Regions from separate parts of the Mus musculus genome. Here regions 1 and 2 are each linked to region 3. Evidence: chromatin contacts called from public Micro-C and promoter capture Hi-C data. All regions are on one chromosome and are shown on one strand. Each heading gives the region's core, a stretch centred on a gene start, on an enhancer-like site or on the middle of the called end of the contact. The rest is flanking DNA. Distances are from core to core; before and after follow the strand shown.

Region 1 (2,985 bases), core at 292-2,791, 790 kb after region 3:
TGGGAGAATTGGGTTCTGATGATGTCAAGTAACCTTGGTTTCTGTTGCTGTTCTTACACTTGCCTCCCACTATCTGGTTATTTCTAGTGCTACCTGCCCTGACTGACTGGAGCCTGTCCTTCCTGTGATCCTGGTTGTGTCAGAATTCCTCCAAGTCAAGCTGTCTCTGGGATCTTGTGATTCTGGGATCTTGCGATCCTGAGATCCTGGGTGTGTCCGAGATCCTGGGTGTGTCCGAGCTCTGGTAGTCAAGCTGCCTTTGGGACCTTGAGATCCTAGTGTGACCAAACTCCTGGGATCCTGGGATCCTCTGATCCTGGGTGAGTTAGAGTGCCTAAGAGTGGAGCTGCCACTGGCTGCTGTGGGGCTGGCTGCAGAGTTTGAGCCCAAGGACGCCAACCCAGACAGACCAGAAGGAACCCATGCCACTGGTCTGGCGGAGTTCCTGGGTGTGTCCGAGATCCTGGGTGTGTCCGAGCTCTGGTAGTCAAGCTGCCTTTGGGACCTTGAGATCCTAGTGTGACCAAACTCCTGGGATCCTGGGATCCTCTGATCCTGGGTGAGTTAGAGTGCCTAAGAGTGGAGCTGCCACTGGCTGCTGTGGGGCTGGCTGCAGAGTTTGAGCCCAAGGACGCCAACCCAGACAGACCAGAAGGAACCCATGCCACTGGTCTGGCGGAGTTCCTGGGTGCCTGGGTCCCGCTGGTCTCAGTTACTCCGGGTGTTGGGGACAGATGTTGTGTCCTCACCTCTGATCCGCCTACCTCTGATCCTCTGATCCTGGGACTTGCACACTTTTTAAAGCCAATGTAGGGAAACTGGAGCTCTCGGCTGAGATAGTCCGACACTTCGGAATTGACTGAATCTGGATTCTGAGTCCTACCCAGCTTCTCACCAGCCCGCCAAGCATGCCGCAGCCTCAGTCCATTTTAAAGATGGAACAGTAAAGAACAAGCCAATTGCGACTGTCTTGCTTAGTGCTACTCTTGTTCTGCGGGCAGATTCCAGGAAGTCTCCCTCTGACACCCCACTAGGAAGGCCCTTTGGGGTGAATCACTTACACACCTACAGTGCCTGCTTTACAATGTAAGCAAACACACAAGGCCCCTTAACAAGGACCCTGGGAGTCATGCTGCCCAGTTGGTTTAATGGGCGTGTACCTTTTTTCCAGCAGTCTTTCTGAGAACTCCAACCCGGCCGGATGCAGCATCACCCTCTTTCTCACCCCCCGCCGGAGGGGAAAGAGGAAGCGTATTCCGCATGTAGGCACTGATTAAAACACAACTTTGTACCCTAATTAGTCTGCAACACTCCACCTTCCCACTCCGCTGATAACGCCTGGCTAGGCAGCGCTGGCCGATGCTGGCCTCGCCCTGGAGAGCCCGCTGCATCCGACCAAGGGCGAGTCCTGCCGCCCCGGAGCCCAGAGTGGAATAGCAGACGTGAGTTGCTTTGTCACCGCCCTCTCCGGGACTTTGGACAAATCACTTAGCAATCCTTTCTGCCCACGCCTAGTTGTGTCTTGCGGGAGGGACAGCTGCAGAGAAGCGGGTAGCCCGGCCGGAGAGCCGCGCCAGGAAACTTCGGTCCCCAGTGCGGTGCGGGGACCCCCTGCGGGAGCACGGTGGCGAGCCCCTCTCTTCTCCCGCGTCACCTGGGGCCTCGGCGTTACCCCACTCCCTGCCGAGGGAGAGCGACTTCGGGGCAGTGCGTGTGGCCCGGAGCACCGGGGTGGCGCAGCAGCGGGGACCTTGCGCCCGGGGGTCTCAGCTCCCCGGTAGGTCGGCTTGGCCACGTAGGCAAGCGAGGGGCTTTGGGTGGCCGCGTGCGACCCCTCTCCCGCCCGCTACTTTCGCTTTCCTTCGGGGGAAACTTGCACGCCGCGGCGGGGGCGGCACGACCCGGGACTAACTGGATCTAGGCTTCTTGGCGGCGGAGCTCACGGGTCCCCCGGAGGTGGAGAGGACGGCGGGGCGACCGCAGTGAGCGTCCAGCAGATGCCGCAGCTTCGCAACCGTGAGTGGTACCCCGCGAAGTTCCCGGGGCCCGCGTGGGAGCCCTCCCGGGCTTCGGCTCCACGCGGGATTTCTCCAGAGAGTGGCGGGGACAGAGGTCCTGGGAGAATCAAGCTTCAGGTTGAGTGTGTCCCAGCCCGTGGCCTCTGCAGGGACGAGCTTCCTGCGTTTTAAGGTCAAGTTTTCCTGCCGCAGAGCCCGCCAGAAACTGTCCCCCGCTGTGAAGCGGCGGCGTCTCCCCTGAAGGCTGGGAACCGCCGGGGAATCCCAGCCCAAGGGAAGAGACTTAAGAAACCCCTTGTACGTGGGTGTGCCTCCAAGGTGAGCGCAGTGTGAGAATGAAAGCGTCGAGGTCCAGGTAGGGCTTGGAAATCCCGAGGGTTGTTCCTGTGCTGGGCAAGTGGAGGGGATGATACCAGTGTGGGGGCACATACCCCACAGCTTTTTTTTAACCTTTAAAACTTAAGAGCAATAAACAAGAAGAGTAAATGAGCTGGAATAATATTGAGTCTCTTGTATGACTGAGAGTCAGTGAAATCGCCTTTTAAAAATCTTGTACCCATAAAACATGCCCTTGTTATTTATTAAGCCTAAATCTAGCAACTAATAGTCTGTCTTGGCAGCTTTCGTTACTAGTGCCTGGAATAAGCAAGGTCTTTAAGTGAGCTACTGAGGCAAACTGTCTGTATTGCACTTTATAAGTATCCAGATCTCTGAGAAATGCTGAGCTTGAGTGTTACTGTATTAGAGAGATGGACAGAGGTGTGTGGCACAGGGAAGACCGGATAGAGAGCTAGCTCTCTTGGGAAGGTGTGCATACTCTTGCCTTTGAGAGGCCAGGTTTAGAGTCATTTGGTAAACCCTGCATATGCATATGCAATAAGGCCAGATGAAAACAGTTCCGGAATAAACTCCTCTCGCAGAAGGGGCTGGGGAGGCTGTATGTGACACTGCCTTTTCTACCCTGACC
Region 2 (3,354 bases), core at 57-2,556, 600 kb before region 3:
GGGGAGGGGTCAATTCCCAGCTGCTGCCAAGTACCACAAACCAGTTTGATCCTGTTTTGCTTTTGTGCACTGATCATTAACATTTGAAGGAAGAGTTTGTAGTGAGCCCTGCTGTGCATTCAAGGGAAAAGGGAGAGGCTGCGGAAGGCAGGAAGTGAAAGTGCTTTGCTGCTAGCCTGGTTTTTTAGAGTTTAGATCCGCTAGCAATCCTGGACCTTTCCTCTCTGGCTGATTCCAAAAGCTGTCATATTTATAAAGCCCAAAGGGCCGGAGGGCTTGTCCAACTCAGAAAATGTAACAATTTTGGAATTAAAAAAAATGACTACAATAAGCAAAGGCAACAAAGTGTCACCTTAACTCCTTACCTCTTACAAAATGAAGAGTGCATTGGCTTCTTGATAGAAATGCCAGGATTCAGAACTGGTTTTAAAAATAGATGCCACATCTTAATACGCATTTCCTGTGTGCAACACAACATGTTTGTGTTAACAGAAGATAGCATGCTTTGTTTTCTTTCTTCCTTTTTTTTTTCACATTTAGAAAAGCTATTGATTTTTATTTCCACTGGGTGGACAATTACAGTTATTTTCCCCGTATGAGCCCCCTAAGAGTAAATAGCTATGTTCTGTGTTCAGGTTTGAGTTCTGGAAAAATAGCCATGCACTGGCTAGGATCCTATCTACCTGTCTTACCCAGCTCTTCTGAGAGCTGCAAAGTATCTGGGACTCTCAGCACTAACGTCCAGTTACTTAAGTTCCAGCCCGGTGTCTCCTAAGTGAACAGAGCCTTAGGGAGGTGCACATGACTCTCCCCCTCCCCCAGGTGTGAAGAATGTTAGTGTCTTAACCCTAGGACAGGTAGTTTTGAAGATCATTTAAGAAGCCTCTTTGTTCTCCCAGGATACCTCCTGCTTTGCGGTGGAAGCCAAGGTCTGAACTATAAATGGGTTGAGCCAAGTGGAAAGCAGCTGGCGGCATCTGCTCTTATAGTGAAGGTGTCCTGAGTAGCTCAGGGCGCTTAGAGAAGCCTATGGAAAAGGCCAGAGTGTGCCAGAGAGGCAAGAGCAGAATTCCATCCACGGGGCATCATTTCCAAACTCTCTCACCCTCTCTCCTTCACCTCAACTTATTTCTTGCATCTTTCCTGGGAGCGATCTCCTGCCAGTTTGAGTTCAGCTGGGGGAGGGGTGGGCGCACACAGCTTCAGAGCCTAAGAAAATTAGCATACACCCTCCAAAGGGTCAGCACTGGAAGCCAGAACAGTGAGTGAAGTCAAGAGGAGCCTGGGAAGCCGACGTGGGGAGCTTGGGATGAGGTCAGGACTCTACAGGATTGAAGTGCTTACTCAATGCCCCGCGGGCTCTCCAAATAATCTTTAAAGCTGCTGCTGGCTGGGCAGGTGCTAAAGTCCCTCCTCCCTCGATGAGTCACGGGTCTCCCAAAACCAGTTTTATTTTAGGGCTGCTGAGATGCCGGCAGAATAACAAAGAAAGGGGAGCTATACTAGTTAGCAACAGGAGTTATTGAGGAAAATGGTTTGCACTTAACTGATACTTCCAGGCTTTTGAGTTCTCTGTCCTTGGGACAATTAGCTTATCTGCACCTCCCAGATTCCTCCTTCTTCAGTCAGATAAAGATTGTCACCTAGGCGACAGAGCCTAAGGGTCTTGATAGGGTTTGTTTTCTCTGCCAATTAAGGATCTAAAAGGCAGGGGAAAACAGAACAAAACAAAACAAAAAAACATAAGCGCCCGAGAGATCTTAAACACCTCAGAAAAAATCAGCAGCTAAAGAAGGGTGCTTATTCCCGCAAGGAAACGCAGCCCACCAGCGGGCACACAGAGAAGGAGAGTGGGGACTTCGAAAGCCCATATATCCAGTTTCTTCTCAAGGCCTGGGGAGGGGGGAGGGGGAAGCACTCTGAAGAGCTTTCCTCCCCTAACTCAGATCTGGTTAGCTTGAAGACAGATTGGATGGTTGATGGGCCCACAACGGTTGGTAGCTTGTTGGGATCTGGCCTTGAATTTGGTTAGCCTGATGGTGGGAGACAAAAGCCTACAAGGCCTTTGTTTTAAGCTACCAGGCTTTTGTCTCAGCTCAGAGGGTGAGGAAGAAGACAGCCATCTTGGAAGTTCAAAACCTTTATTACCTACCCCATGGAGGCACCTCTCCCTGTGATATGTTAGAATAGTGGCTCAAGTCTAAACATAGGACACCAGGCCAAAGCAGTTCCACGAGTAAGAGGTTTATTGGGAGAGAAAGAGGCAAGATGGCAGCGGAAAGAGAAGAGGGGAAGAGAGAGAGAGAGAGAGATTGGGGGGGGGCTTTCTTTATACATGGGTGATGACCTAACACAGGTAAAGGTGGGAGGTGAGCCAAGTGGATTCTGGGAATATGGTGGCTGTTGCCTTGGCAATAGGTCTTTGGGTCCCACCTATGTGATGCTGCGGGTTTTGGAGATCCTGATACCGACACCCTGCCTGTCTGCCTACAAAGGACCCTAACTCCTAGTCTCTCAATGGACTTAGTTCTGAGATTATTGCTCAGATGGCAAGAACTAATACTTGTAGAGTGCCTAGGATAGAGTTTGGCACAAAATTTCATCCAAGTGGGAATTGATAGGTTATTTCTCTGCCAGTGTAATGAGCCAGTTCAAACCAGATTAGGATATATTAAATGCAGGTTGATTGGGAAGCTGTTTGCTGAGTTCAGAGTTCACTGAACCCAAAGACCAAGGCCAAAGAGGGGGCGGGGGGGGGAGAAAGAGAGAAGAGAGAGAAAAGGCACCCTAGCAGAGAGAGATGAGGAGAGGGGGAGGGAGAGGGAGGGGGAAGGAGAGAGAGAGAGAGCACAGATTGTCTGGATTATATAGGAAGAGTCTTGGGGAAAGGACAGCCCAGCCTCTGGGCTGGAGAGTTCAGGGTTAGGGCAGGATATACCAGGTAGGGACTGGGGGATGCTGGGAAAACCTGGAGGCCAGGTCTGCTTTGACATGTACAATATACACCTCACTCCCTTGTCCTTGTGTCTGAAACCAAACCAAAATTTAAGAACTAGTGTTACTTTATTAATGGATGTTTGTGAATCTGTACCCCAGAAAAAAGGGCTCTGTCTGCATCTATCCCTAATTGTGGACCAGTTCTTGTTAGTGATCTGAATGCTAACAGTACTACTTTTATTTTGCTTTTGAGACAGGGTCTCATTTAGCCCAGGTTGGCCTCTGACTTGCTCTGCAACTGAGGTTGGCCTTGGACTTGTAGTCTTTCTGCCTCTACATACTGGGTGCTGGGATTTCAGTGCGCCCCAGCATATCTGGTTTACACAGGCCTGGGGACTGATCTTGGGGCTTCTTATG
Region 3 (3,227 bases), core at 394-2,893:
AAGGAACATCTGGGCATCCCTCAGAGACTTAAAAGATGTCTGGGCACCCGGGGGAATCCTGGTTGCTGAGACGACGCCTTCCCAGTGCTACCACTGCGGCACACTGCGGAGCTCTTTGCCTGCCTGCAGCCTCTGTATTGCCCGGCATCCCCTGCCACCCCTGCCGCAGTCTATCCTCCCACCCGAGTCCCTCCAGTCGCTGCCGTCTGCACAGGGCGCGCCACAGGGCATCCATCACTCCGGAGCCTTTGACGCACACACGCGCGCGCTCCCAGACAGGCTGGGTCTCCTAGCCCTCCCTCCACCGCGCCCTCCCCTTGCGGGGCTGTATTTGCATCACGCCCACACGTAGAGGGTGACGCGAGCGCCCCCCCCCCCCCGCTCCCATGGTCCAGGCGGTACTTCCAGAGCTGGTGACTCAGCTCCTCCCTCTCCGCCCCCGCGCGTGGCGGACTGAGGTTCCCGCACGCCCACAGAGATGCTCCTTGTATCTGAGGTGGGGTGCTGGCTTCCCCAGCCAAGTTCATCCCGGCATTCTAAAATCTTTCTTTCCTTCCTGGCCAGAGGCGTTCCAGTTCGCGGGAGAAAGTATTCTCGATTCTAGAGCCCAGTTGGAGAGGAAAAGTCCACCAAGAGAAGATGGTGACCTGTCGCCCATTTCCTCTTGTCCTTAAATTAGATACCTCGGTAGTAATTGTTGCTGCCATCATCATCATCATCATCATCATCATCATCATCATCATCATCATCATCATTGGGGACAGTCCCTCTCCTAAGAAATCCTCACTCTTAGATGCGCTTCGCTGCGCCCCTAGGCGCATAGTGGACGCTCGATAGGGTTTTGCTCAATAGAGGTGCAGTGTTGGAGAAGTGTTGATTCTTACAAAGGGCCACAGCAGGCTTTCCTGCTTTCAGCTTGTGTGTGTGTGTGTGTGTGTGTGTGTGTGTGTGTGTGTGTGTGTGTGTAAGAGTTTGAAAATTGACGGGTTTTCTGCTAGCCTCCCGCAGAGCCGACTGCGGCTCCCCGTGCTTTCCAACCACTTCTGCACATCTGCAGAGGGTTCCCCGCAGAAAAAGTTGAGCCAGAGGCTGCGGGGATGGCTCGCTGATAGTGGGCGCTCCCGGCTGCCTGTTTTGAATAGTCTCTCCAGCCCTCCCTGAAACTCCCCCACCCCTGCGCCCCCAAAGAAGTCGGGAGATGCCTGCAGCTGCCCACCCACCTGCCCTTGAATCCCGAACATAGCGCACCTTTAACCTGCCTCTGCCTAGTAAACCCGGGGCCACTCGACTGCCTCAGTGAGATTTCCTGCTTGCCATCCCAACACAGGTACCCAGCGGGCAGCCTGCCTCACCTGCAGCCGCTTTTCCCGGGCCAGAGCTGGCAAAGTTGCGCTAGTTGCGCTTCTGGAAGGCTGCAAAAAGTTCTCTGGTTACAACGCTGGGTCTCCCGGCACAGAAGAAAAACCTAGCACGGAACGAGCCCTTGCCACGGTTGCGGGGGACTCCTTACTCACCGTTTCAGGCGCCGGGGACCCCCTGCCCTGAGCCACCGCTCTGCACTGCAGCCGTCGCCTTGCGAGCACCCCTCCGCTTGCAGCCCGGGGCCGCCTCGGTCTGCCACTCTCTCCTGCAGCGCGCGCAGTGGTGACTCCTTTGAGCTAGTCGGCAGCGAGAGGAGGGGCGGGAAAGTGGCTCCCGGCGGCCACGCTGCGGTCCTCCTCCTTCGCCTCCTCCCTTCGGTGCTGCAGTGGCGGGCGGCGGCGTGGCTAGAGTACAAGCGATGCGCAGGGAGGGGGTTACGGCGCGCGGGGGAGGAGGGCGCTGTGCAAGGCTGGGCGAGCTCCCGGTATGATGCGGAGGTGTTGCTGCGGTTCGGGTCGGGGGTGGGGAGGGGTGCGGTGGGGGTTGGCTCCAAGTGGCAGGTACTTTTGGAGAAGTCAGAGCTCAGTTTGTAGCAGGAGGAGGAGGCGGGGTGGGGGGCGTCGATAAGGCACCCGTGCTGAATTAGTCACCGAGTGTGACTGTGCGCTGCTCGTTTGGCAGCCCCTTGGGTCGGGTCCATCAAAGCACAAGGAAATTGTTGATTGCTGGAGGCCAGTGCCTCGGGAAGGAGGGCTTTTGTTCTGTTTCTGAGCCTGGAACTGGTTAATTTTGACTAGGCTTTCCGTAAGTCAGGAGTAGCTGATCACCCCCGCCTACCCCCCAATCTCCATGCTAGCACACGAGACAAAACTTGGGGTGTAGCGGAAGGAACTCCACGTGCGGGATGTGTGTATGTGTCCCTAAACCAGGGAGGGCCAGGGAGCAGCCGGAACTCCGGGTGGGGGGATTTCTAGCATTTTTAATAGGAGAGAGAGAGAGAGAGAGAGAGAGAGAGAGAGAGAGAGAGAGAGAGAGAGAGGTGAGAATATTGCTCTTGTTCTCAGGAATGCCTTAGAGGGTGAGAAACGGCAACCTTAGCCTCACCTTAGCGCTGGGGCTGGACTATACCAACTGGAACTCATCCTGGAGAGACCACACCCAAGTATCTACTCCGTCTTGGCAGGGCAGAGCGTCATCCTGTTACCCATCCGCTCATCGGAAGGGACAAAGTGGGAAGCCAGACATCCTCATAAAGTAGACCCTACCAGCTCCGAGCTCTCGTGAAACTCGTGTACTTTGGAAGCTCCCCGACCCCCGGCAGGTGCCCGCCGCGCAATCATTACCCTTGTAATGGTAACCCCGAGGAGCGAGACAAAGCGAGGCGCTGGTGGGAGCTGCAGTGGGTAGATCTCTCACACAATCTCTCCCTGGATGAGTTCATGCGAGAGTAAATAGCCTGAAAGATTGAATAGGTGGCTAAATGCTTGGCTGTGCCGATACATAAGTAAACAATGCATGTAAATGTTTGTGTTGCTGGAGAAGAGCAGCCGGGCTCTTCAGAGATCCAGGCGGTCTGGAGGCTCTCGCTAAAGAAGCTGGTGGGGACCACGTGGACCGCCTGGGACAGATAACTCCAGCTTGCTATAATCCGTGTGTGCCACAATTCAAGATGAGATGAAGAGAGGAAAATGGAACCAGCCTCCAACCTCTGGCTGCCCCTCCTTGCTGCTCTGGCATTCCGAGACTCAGGATTCCCAGGCCCTGTTGAGCCTACAGTTTCTGGACCGATCTTTGAAAAATCCATCTGGATTGTGTGTTTTGCTTAAATGCTTTGCGGTTTGTACCACTTACTGTGGTGCTGTGAG

What was found. Promoter capture Hi-C pulls out the DNA fragments that hold promoters and counts their contacts. Hi-C and Micro-C count contacts between places; a contact is called where the count stands out from the background.
Region 1: a Micro-C map of embryonic stem cells shows a contact between it and region 3, with 2.5 times the contacts expected there. The contact joins the promoter of Gcnt4 here to the promoter of Sv2c in region 3. A contact is called at or near these places in 1 of 39 promoter capture datasets (embryonic stem cells) and 1 of 484 Hi-C or Micro-C datasets (embryonic stem cells).
Region 2: a contact with region 3 is called in a promoter capture Hi-C map of embryonic stem cells, with 3 times the contacts expected there. The contact joins the enhancer-like site here to the promoter of Sv2c in region 3. A contact is called at or near these places in 3 of 39 promoter capture datasets (the 3T3-L1 cell line, embryonic stem cells and neutrophils), 1 of 484 Hi-C or Micro-C datasets (embryonic stem cells) and 2 of 9 other capture datasets (embryonic stem cells and liver).

Annotation. Positions count from the first base shown.
Region 1 is chr13:96,923,172-96,926,156 of GRCm38.p6, forward strand. Gcnt4 (glucosaminyl (N-acetyl) transferase 4, core 2 (beta-1,6-N-acetylglucosaminyltransferase)) reads left to right here and starts at 1,542. Exons shown (of 3, transcript NM_001166065.2): 1 at 1,542-1,777.
Region 2 is chr13:95,534,310-95,537,663 of GRCm38.p6, forward strand. No RefSeq gene overlaps it. Among named protein-coding and RNA genes, the nearest start is that of F2rl1, 11 kb to the left of the region's middle. Within about 2 kb of position 1,307, at least 115 of the 459 cell types and tissues checked have an H3K27ac peak or open chromatin away from gene starts, as enhancers often do. A contact at or near this core is called in embryonic stem cells, where this site is marked.
Region 3 is chr13:96,130,934-96,134,160 of GRCm38.p6, forward strand. Sv2c (synaptic vesicle glycoprotein 2c) reads right to left here and starts at 1,644. Exons shown (of 13, transcript NM_029210.1): 1 at 1,515-1,644. Gm29543 (predicted gene 29543) reads left to right here and starts at 1,792. Exons shown (of 2, transcript NR_167969.1): 1 at 1,792-1,846; 2 at 2,427-3,227.